Linked DNA regions of Gossypium hirsutum: region 2 is linked to region 1. Evidence: chromatin contacts called from public Hi-C data. All regions are on one chromosome and are shown on one strand. Each heading gives the region's core, a stretch centred on a gene start, on an enhancer-like site or on the middle of the called end of the contact. The rest is flanking DNA. Distances are from core to core; before and after follow the strand shown.

What was found. A called contact is a pair of places that touch in the nucleus more often than the background predicts.
Region 2: a Hi-C map of leaf shows a contact between it and region 1, with 1.6 times the contacts expected there. The contact joins the promoter of LOC107930773 here to the promoter of LOC107894083 in region 1. A contact is called at or near these places in 4 of 34 Hi-C or Micro-C datasets (callus and leaf).

What each region holds. Positions count from the first base shown.
Region 1 is chrA13:16,143,369-16,146,670 of Gossypium_hirsutum_v2.1, reverse strand. It overlaps LOC107894083 (dicarboxylate transporter 2.1, chloroplastic), which reads left to right and starts at 1,440. Exons shown (of 6, transcript XM_041084992.1): 1 at 1,440-1,537; 2 at 1,823-2,572; 3 at 2,575-2,627. The coding sequence starts at 1,465.
Region 2 is chrA13:17,031,309-17,034,831 of Gossypium_hirsutum_v2.1, reverse strand. It overlaps LOC107930773 (probable isoprenylcysteine alpha-carbonyl methylesterase ICMEL1), which reads right to left and starts at 1,506. Exons shown (of 10, transcript XM_041084994.1): 1 at 775-1,506. The coding sequence starts at 835.

The DNA of each region.
Region 1 (3,302 bases), core at 191-2,690:
AAATAAAAAAAATATAATTTTTGGCTCCTGAACTTTGCAACTAGTCTTGGTACCTGTGCCTTGTTTATTCACTTTGGTATCTGAACTTGACAACTAGATTCATTTTGATATTTAAACTTGAAAATTATAAAAGTTTGATGATGTGGCACTCTGACATTATGCCACATCATCACTTGAAGATTAAAAAAATTATATAAAATTTAAGGTGTTTGTGTGGTATAATCATAAAATGTCATATAAAATGTTCTAATAACCAAACCAATGGTTGAACAGATCAAACCAATATTTTTCATTTCAATTGATTTGATCAGTTCAATTGCTAGATCAACAATAATTAAAAATTTATAATAAAAAATTAAAAATATTAAACTGGTTCAACTTGTTGAACTACTAGTTTTTGCTTCAATGTTTGCTTTTCACCAATTTCAAACATTTTCCAGATCAATTGATTCGACCCTTTTATTTAACCATTACACTAATCGGTTCGACTGAACAATCTAGTTTTATTCCAATAACACTAATCATATAATTAAATCTTAATGAAATCTAAATTTAGAGACCAAAATAAATATAACTACCAAATTCAGATATCAAGTAAAATAAAAATTATATTAAAATATTAAAATAAATCTAATTATAGCGAAAAATTTATACCAAAAGAATATAGTAAAAGGCGACCGTGAACTATATCACAAAAGACCTTGTCTATCATATTGGGCCATGGAGGCCTGATTTTTGTTGCTATAAGTAGTTTAGCTCTCGCCTTTTCCTCATAATTTTCACGTTCTAATTTTTAAAAGATATTTTATTTAAAAGGTATATTATATTAGTAGTTATTAATTATTAATAATTTTTATCAATAAATTATAAAAAATTAAGAAATGATAATTTGATTTTTTTAGTTTTAGTCATTTAATTATTAGAATTTTTTTTGTCAGTGGCCATTAAATTATTTAACTTGATTGTTTTTAAAATTGTTATAATAGTAACTTTAACTCTTAACATTTATATATTATGTAAATTTAGTCTTAATTTCAAACTAATTAACTTTTAACATTTACACATGATATAATTTGATCTTTCTTTTCTTTTTTTTGTAATTTTACTTTTATTAGTGACATTGATGGTTGATTTTTTTATATTTCTAATTTTAGTATATTTTTTATTAAATATAATTAATAAATTTATTTTTTTATATAAAATAGTTAAAAAAATTAAATTCTAAAATATGTAAAGTCTAAAGATTAATTTTTTTAATTAAAATTAAAATTAAATTAAATTTACCATTTTACCCATTTTAAAAACGGTGACGTTATCTTCTCGCAACCATATAATCACTCATGTCTAAATTTTTTTTGAATAATTAAATTACCATTTTATTACTGAAAAAGTTATCCATATTATTCAGTACGAAATTTCAATAAAAAATCTGACATATTTATTTGTAATAATGTTTTCCACCACATGCCGAAGGAAAGACGGCAAATAAATACTTGTGGAGAACGACGGCAAATAAATACTTGTCGCCAAGAAGAAGGTAGAGATTCTTTCTAAATAAATTTCATTTCCTGTTGAATTATTGCATTGCAATTGTCAGCAAAAATAGAAATGAAAGTAAGTTACAAAGGTATAATTTCAGAAGGAAAAAGATAAAAAAATTTCCCACTCCATTTACTGGCAATTGCTCACCGGTTCCACTTTCTTTGGGATTTCTCCCTTTTTTTGTTTTTAATTTTAATCAAAATTCAAAGGTGCTCCAGAGTTTGATTTGTGTTTTCTCTTTCTGTTGATTTTCTTGGCATCCAAACAATGGAGAGTTTAGCCCTCCACTGCTCCTTCACCACCACCACCACTACTCCTTTCTCACTTAATCCCGGCATTTCCCTCCATTCCCGCTCTAAACCCATATCCAGATCATCCCCGCCGTCCATTTTCCCGCCATCTTCATTCCCCTCCCTCCGATCCCCTCTCAATTCTCTCTTGTTTTCCCCTCTTCCCAAACGAAGAAACCCTTTACTTTTCCTTACCCGTGCCACTTCTCAAAACGACAAAGACCCACCACCTCAAACAACACCTCCGCCGCCGCCACAAGGAGCTAAACTCCTCCCTTTCCTCATCTCAATTTCAATCGGCCTTATTGTTCGATTCCTAATCCCCATACCCGTGGAAGTAACACTCCAAGCCTGGCAACTCTTCGCCATCTTTTTGTCAACAATCACCGGTCTGGTCTTAAGCCCTTTACCCGTCGGCGCATGGGCTTTCTTAGGCCTCACAACTTCCATCGTTACCGGAACGCTGCCGTTCACCACCGCCTTCGGTGCCTTCACCAACGAAGTGATTTGGTTGATCGTTATTTCATTCTTCTTCGCTCGTGGGTTCGTTAAAACGGGGCTCGGTGATAGGATCGCTACTTACTTCGTCAAATGGTTGGGAAAAAGCACCTTGGGATTGTCTTATGGGTTGACTTTGAGTGAGGCCTTGATTGCACCGGCGATGCCTAGTACTACCGCTAGAGCCGGCGGAGTTTTTGTACCCATCATCAAGTCGTTGTCTCTGTCGGCGGGAAGCCGGCCCGGGATCCGTCGTCTCGGAAGCTTGGGAGTTACCTGGTTCAATCTCAGTTTCAGGTTAAGCCCATTTCTAGCTTATTAATGATTGGTCACATGCATAGTTTATTTGTTTCTTAATTGTTTATTTGAATTTATGGGTGGGGATGATTAAATTGTTAATTTGTGGAAGAAGAAGACTTCTGCCAGTCTAGTACCTTGAAATATCTATGAGTCTATTATATACGTATTTGGCTTATATCATAATTTGGTCCTTGAACTATAACTTCTTTTTTTAATTTTGGTACTTGAAACTTTTTTTCTCATTTTAGTACTTGAATTATCATTTTCATCTATTTTACCAAAAAAATTACTGATGTCCAATAAGAATATGCCACGTTTCATACTCTTATGGACAATTTTTTTTTTTTTTGGTAAATTAAGATAAAAATGACAATTTAGGTACGAAGTGGACAAAAAAATTTTAGGTACTGAGAAAAGGCAAATGATACAGAAGTTAAATTGTGATTTAAGCCTAAAAATTTATGGGTTAATATAATTTTTAGTCCTTGAACTTGGCAATTAGGTACATTTTGGTACTTGTTCCTTTTTCTATCCATTTTGGTACCTAAACTTGACAACTACATCCATTTTGATCCTGAATTTGGTAAATGTAAACGTTTAAATTTTAGGTGATAACGTGGTACAATCTCGAAGTGTCACGTCATCAAATCTTAATGTATTCTAAGTTTAGGA
Region 2 (3,523 bases), core at 257-2,756, 890 kb before region 1:
ACAATAAAATAATAATAATAAACTCCAAGTCCTTGAGCGACATAAAAATGATGAAGGCATACCGATCTTGAAGTTTGAAGCCTCATGTATGAACGTACTTATATATCTCCTTCAACTAACTCCAAAGATTGAGTTTGTTAAATAATTATATCTCCTTAAATAACTCATGTATATTCTACTCACATTCATCAAGATTTTTCTTGAACTACAACGCATGAAACACTGTTCCTACATCTTCACTAGTCAGCTAACTAATTCATTTTCTGATATTGCCAAAAAGAATACCCTCAATTTCAGCTTAACCATCTCTACTCACTTTTTTTCCTAGCTATAAGACAAAGATTCTTTTTTCCCTAAAGTTAAAGTGCAACATTTCTTCATTGAAAACTTTGAATGGGTGTTAATTAACAGCAGGAATACAGCTTCATCAATAATCATCATTGGATTTTCCAATGTAATACACTATGTTACTTGGAATTGACAATGAGTGTTTTCCTAAGCTTGTCCATATATTTGGAGTATCATATCCCTATCCCCATACTCATGTGTTTGAAAAGATACAAGTACTTAAAGAAATGCAGAGTCAGAGTACATGGACTTTTACATAAATGGTCATCAATCACTAACATAAAAGTTAACACCCCTTACAACTCCAGGTATCAAATGAACACATTTCAAGCCCAGGTATTAAATTCATGCATGCCTCTCAATCTATGAGAAAGATTCCAAGCCCAAGATGTATAATCATAACAATACAGAGGAAAAGTATCGCACCCGAGATAACTAAGGAGCTTGAAACATAATCCAGAAAGGTAAAACGTCTCGTCAGCAACATGGCCTACTTCCCGGCTTATAGACTGGCGGGGAGTCTCATCGGCTAGCAAAGCGAGCGAGCTATCACTGGAATTCCGGAGAAATCTCTGCTGATGGTTGTTGGCAAAAGAAACAATATTGTTGTTAACGTTGCTTGTGGAATTGTAACTCGAAGCTCTGGGTAGGACAGGCGTAATAGGAATAGCCTTTTCAGGATCGAATTTTGACGAAATGAGGATGGTGGCCGATGGGTCAGCATCGATCTTAGCTTTGACCACCGTTTTGGCTGCCGACGCGGACGAGGAAGGGTGGCTGGATATGGGCAAGATTGGAGATGGCATACCTCTTTGTTGGTTGTTTTCAAAGCTTGAGGATGAATCCTTGAATTGGATTTTGTTAGCAAATACTAGTTTAGTTGTTCATGATGGTTTGTTTGTGGGAAAAAATGGGCCTCGAAAATTACTGTGTTAAATTCGAGGAAATCTCAGCCTGGGTTTAGGGTGGAGCCGAAGAAAAGCATGGATGAGACGGAGAAATGAAAAAAAAAGGAGATGGTTGAAGGGAATTGGAGGATCAGTAATGGCTGGTGGCGATTGGCTGAATAGCCCAATTTCTGCGTTGCCACATGGAGGTCTCTGTTTGGTAGTAGAAACTAGGCAAGTCTGTTTTCTTGGAATTTGATGATTTGGTAGAAAGTTGGAAACTTGGACGAGTAATCCTATTCTATGGTATTAACCAATGGTCAAATTTCGCTTTCAGTCCCTGTGCTTCAGTGAGGCTTGATATTTAATCCTTATACTTAAAAAGGGTTGAAAATAGAATCATCATTTGTTTCAATTTAAAGATCATTAATGTTGTCACAACTCACAACTAAATTCGATAAATTGGTTAAATTGAAAATGGGTGGTTCAAGTTGTCCAATTGGTGATATATAATTAAAAATTAGATTAAATAGTTATAAATTAATAAAAAATTGAAACAAAAAAATAATGGTCGATTATGTTTTTGTTATATTTTTTATGAAATTTTTATTTTTATTTAGTTATTATTGAACTGATGGCTTAATCGTTTAAATTGAAAATGAATTGTTTGACTAATTGAACCACTAATTTAATTTGATTTTTACAACATTATCTATTGATGAAAATATTACTAATACATTAAAAATTATCATCAATACGCTTACGTAATCATACCAACTTTAGAAGCAAATCATTATGGATCCAATACACATGCCTTATACTAAGGAAATTTTGACAAAAATTACTAATAATATCGATGAGTAGAATAAAATTTTGTAAAAAAAAAAAGTAGTAGAATTTAATTATTAACTTTTTAAGGAAAAATATTAAATCTTAATTTTTATAAAAAAATATAATCACTAAGAATATATTTTAACATAAACTAATTTAATATCCTTATAATTCTAAATATTTTGCTTAACTAAGTTGTTATCTTTGAATATTGTGTTTAAAGATTATAATAGAGTAGGGGAAGTGATGTTGTTAAGTCCGAAATGTATATTTGCAAAGATTTTTGTCAAAATTCGTCTATATTTACAAAAGATAGACGATTTAGTCTATTTTAGGTTTATTTATATTATTTTAAAATAATTTTTGTCAAAATTCATCTATATTTGCAAAAGACTAATTAAGTCCATTTTTAGGTTCATCTATATTATTTTAAAATTTTTAAAAATATATATTTATATCATTTCAATTTAATATTTAATAACTTTATATTTTTTTATTTATTGAAAATTTTTATATAGTCATCTTAACATTATTTTAATATTTACATTAGACTGGAATTATATATTTAGTATAAGTTTATTTTTTAAATATGTTATAAATTACATAATATATAAAAATAACATAATATAAAAAATTATAAACTTAAAAATAGCTAGATCGGGCTTGAGCTTGACTGTTTTGCCCAAACCCCCCAAATTTTGGGTAGGCTTTCGGGCCTAGACAGGTAGCCCGACTCATGAATAAGTTTAACCACATCTACCTCCGCTTTAAAATTGGCATGCTTCGTCTTATGATAACCACCGGTCTCAGACTATCATGCAGGCCTATCCAAATTGTTTTTAGGTGGCAAGATTGAATAATATTTTTTTGAGAAATCAAAACATAATTTTCTAATATATTAATTTATGATTTTATCATTTTTGGAAGGATTAAACATAATTTTCTTCTTCTGGAAGTCAAAATATAAATTTACGACTAAATTACCAAATAAAGCCTTTTTTTTAAAAAAATACAAAAATAAGCCGTTTTTTGAAAAAATACAGGAATGGGTCATTTTTTATAAAAAAAACACTTTCAACTGGAGTCTTTTTTAAGGAAAACTCGTTTTTCTGGTATTTTATTAGGGTTTTTTTTATAAAATTTAAGGTTTTAGGGTTTATTAATAGGGTTTTAGGGTTTTGTTATTATGGTTTTAGGTTGTTTAGATTTCTTAAGGTTTTAGGGTTAGGTTTTAAGGTTTTAATTTGATAAAATGTTAACCTAATAATTGCAATAATTGAATTCGATATTTAAAATATTAATATTTATACTAAACATATATTATTTTTTATTAAAAATTGAAACTCGGAGTACTAAAAAAATATTTTTAACAAGATGGGTTCTGAAAAAATGCCCCAGATAGTAGAGGTTGAAATTTGTAGAGAAAAAACACTCTAAGCAAGATGCACTGTTAGCAA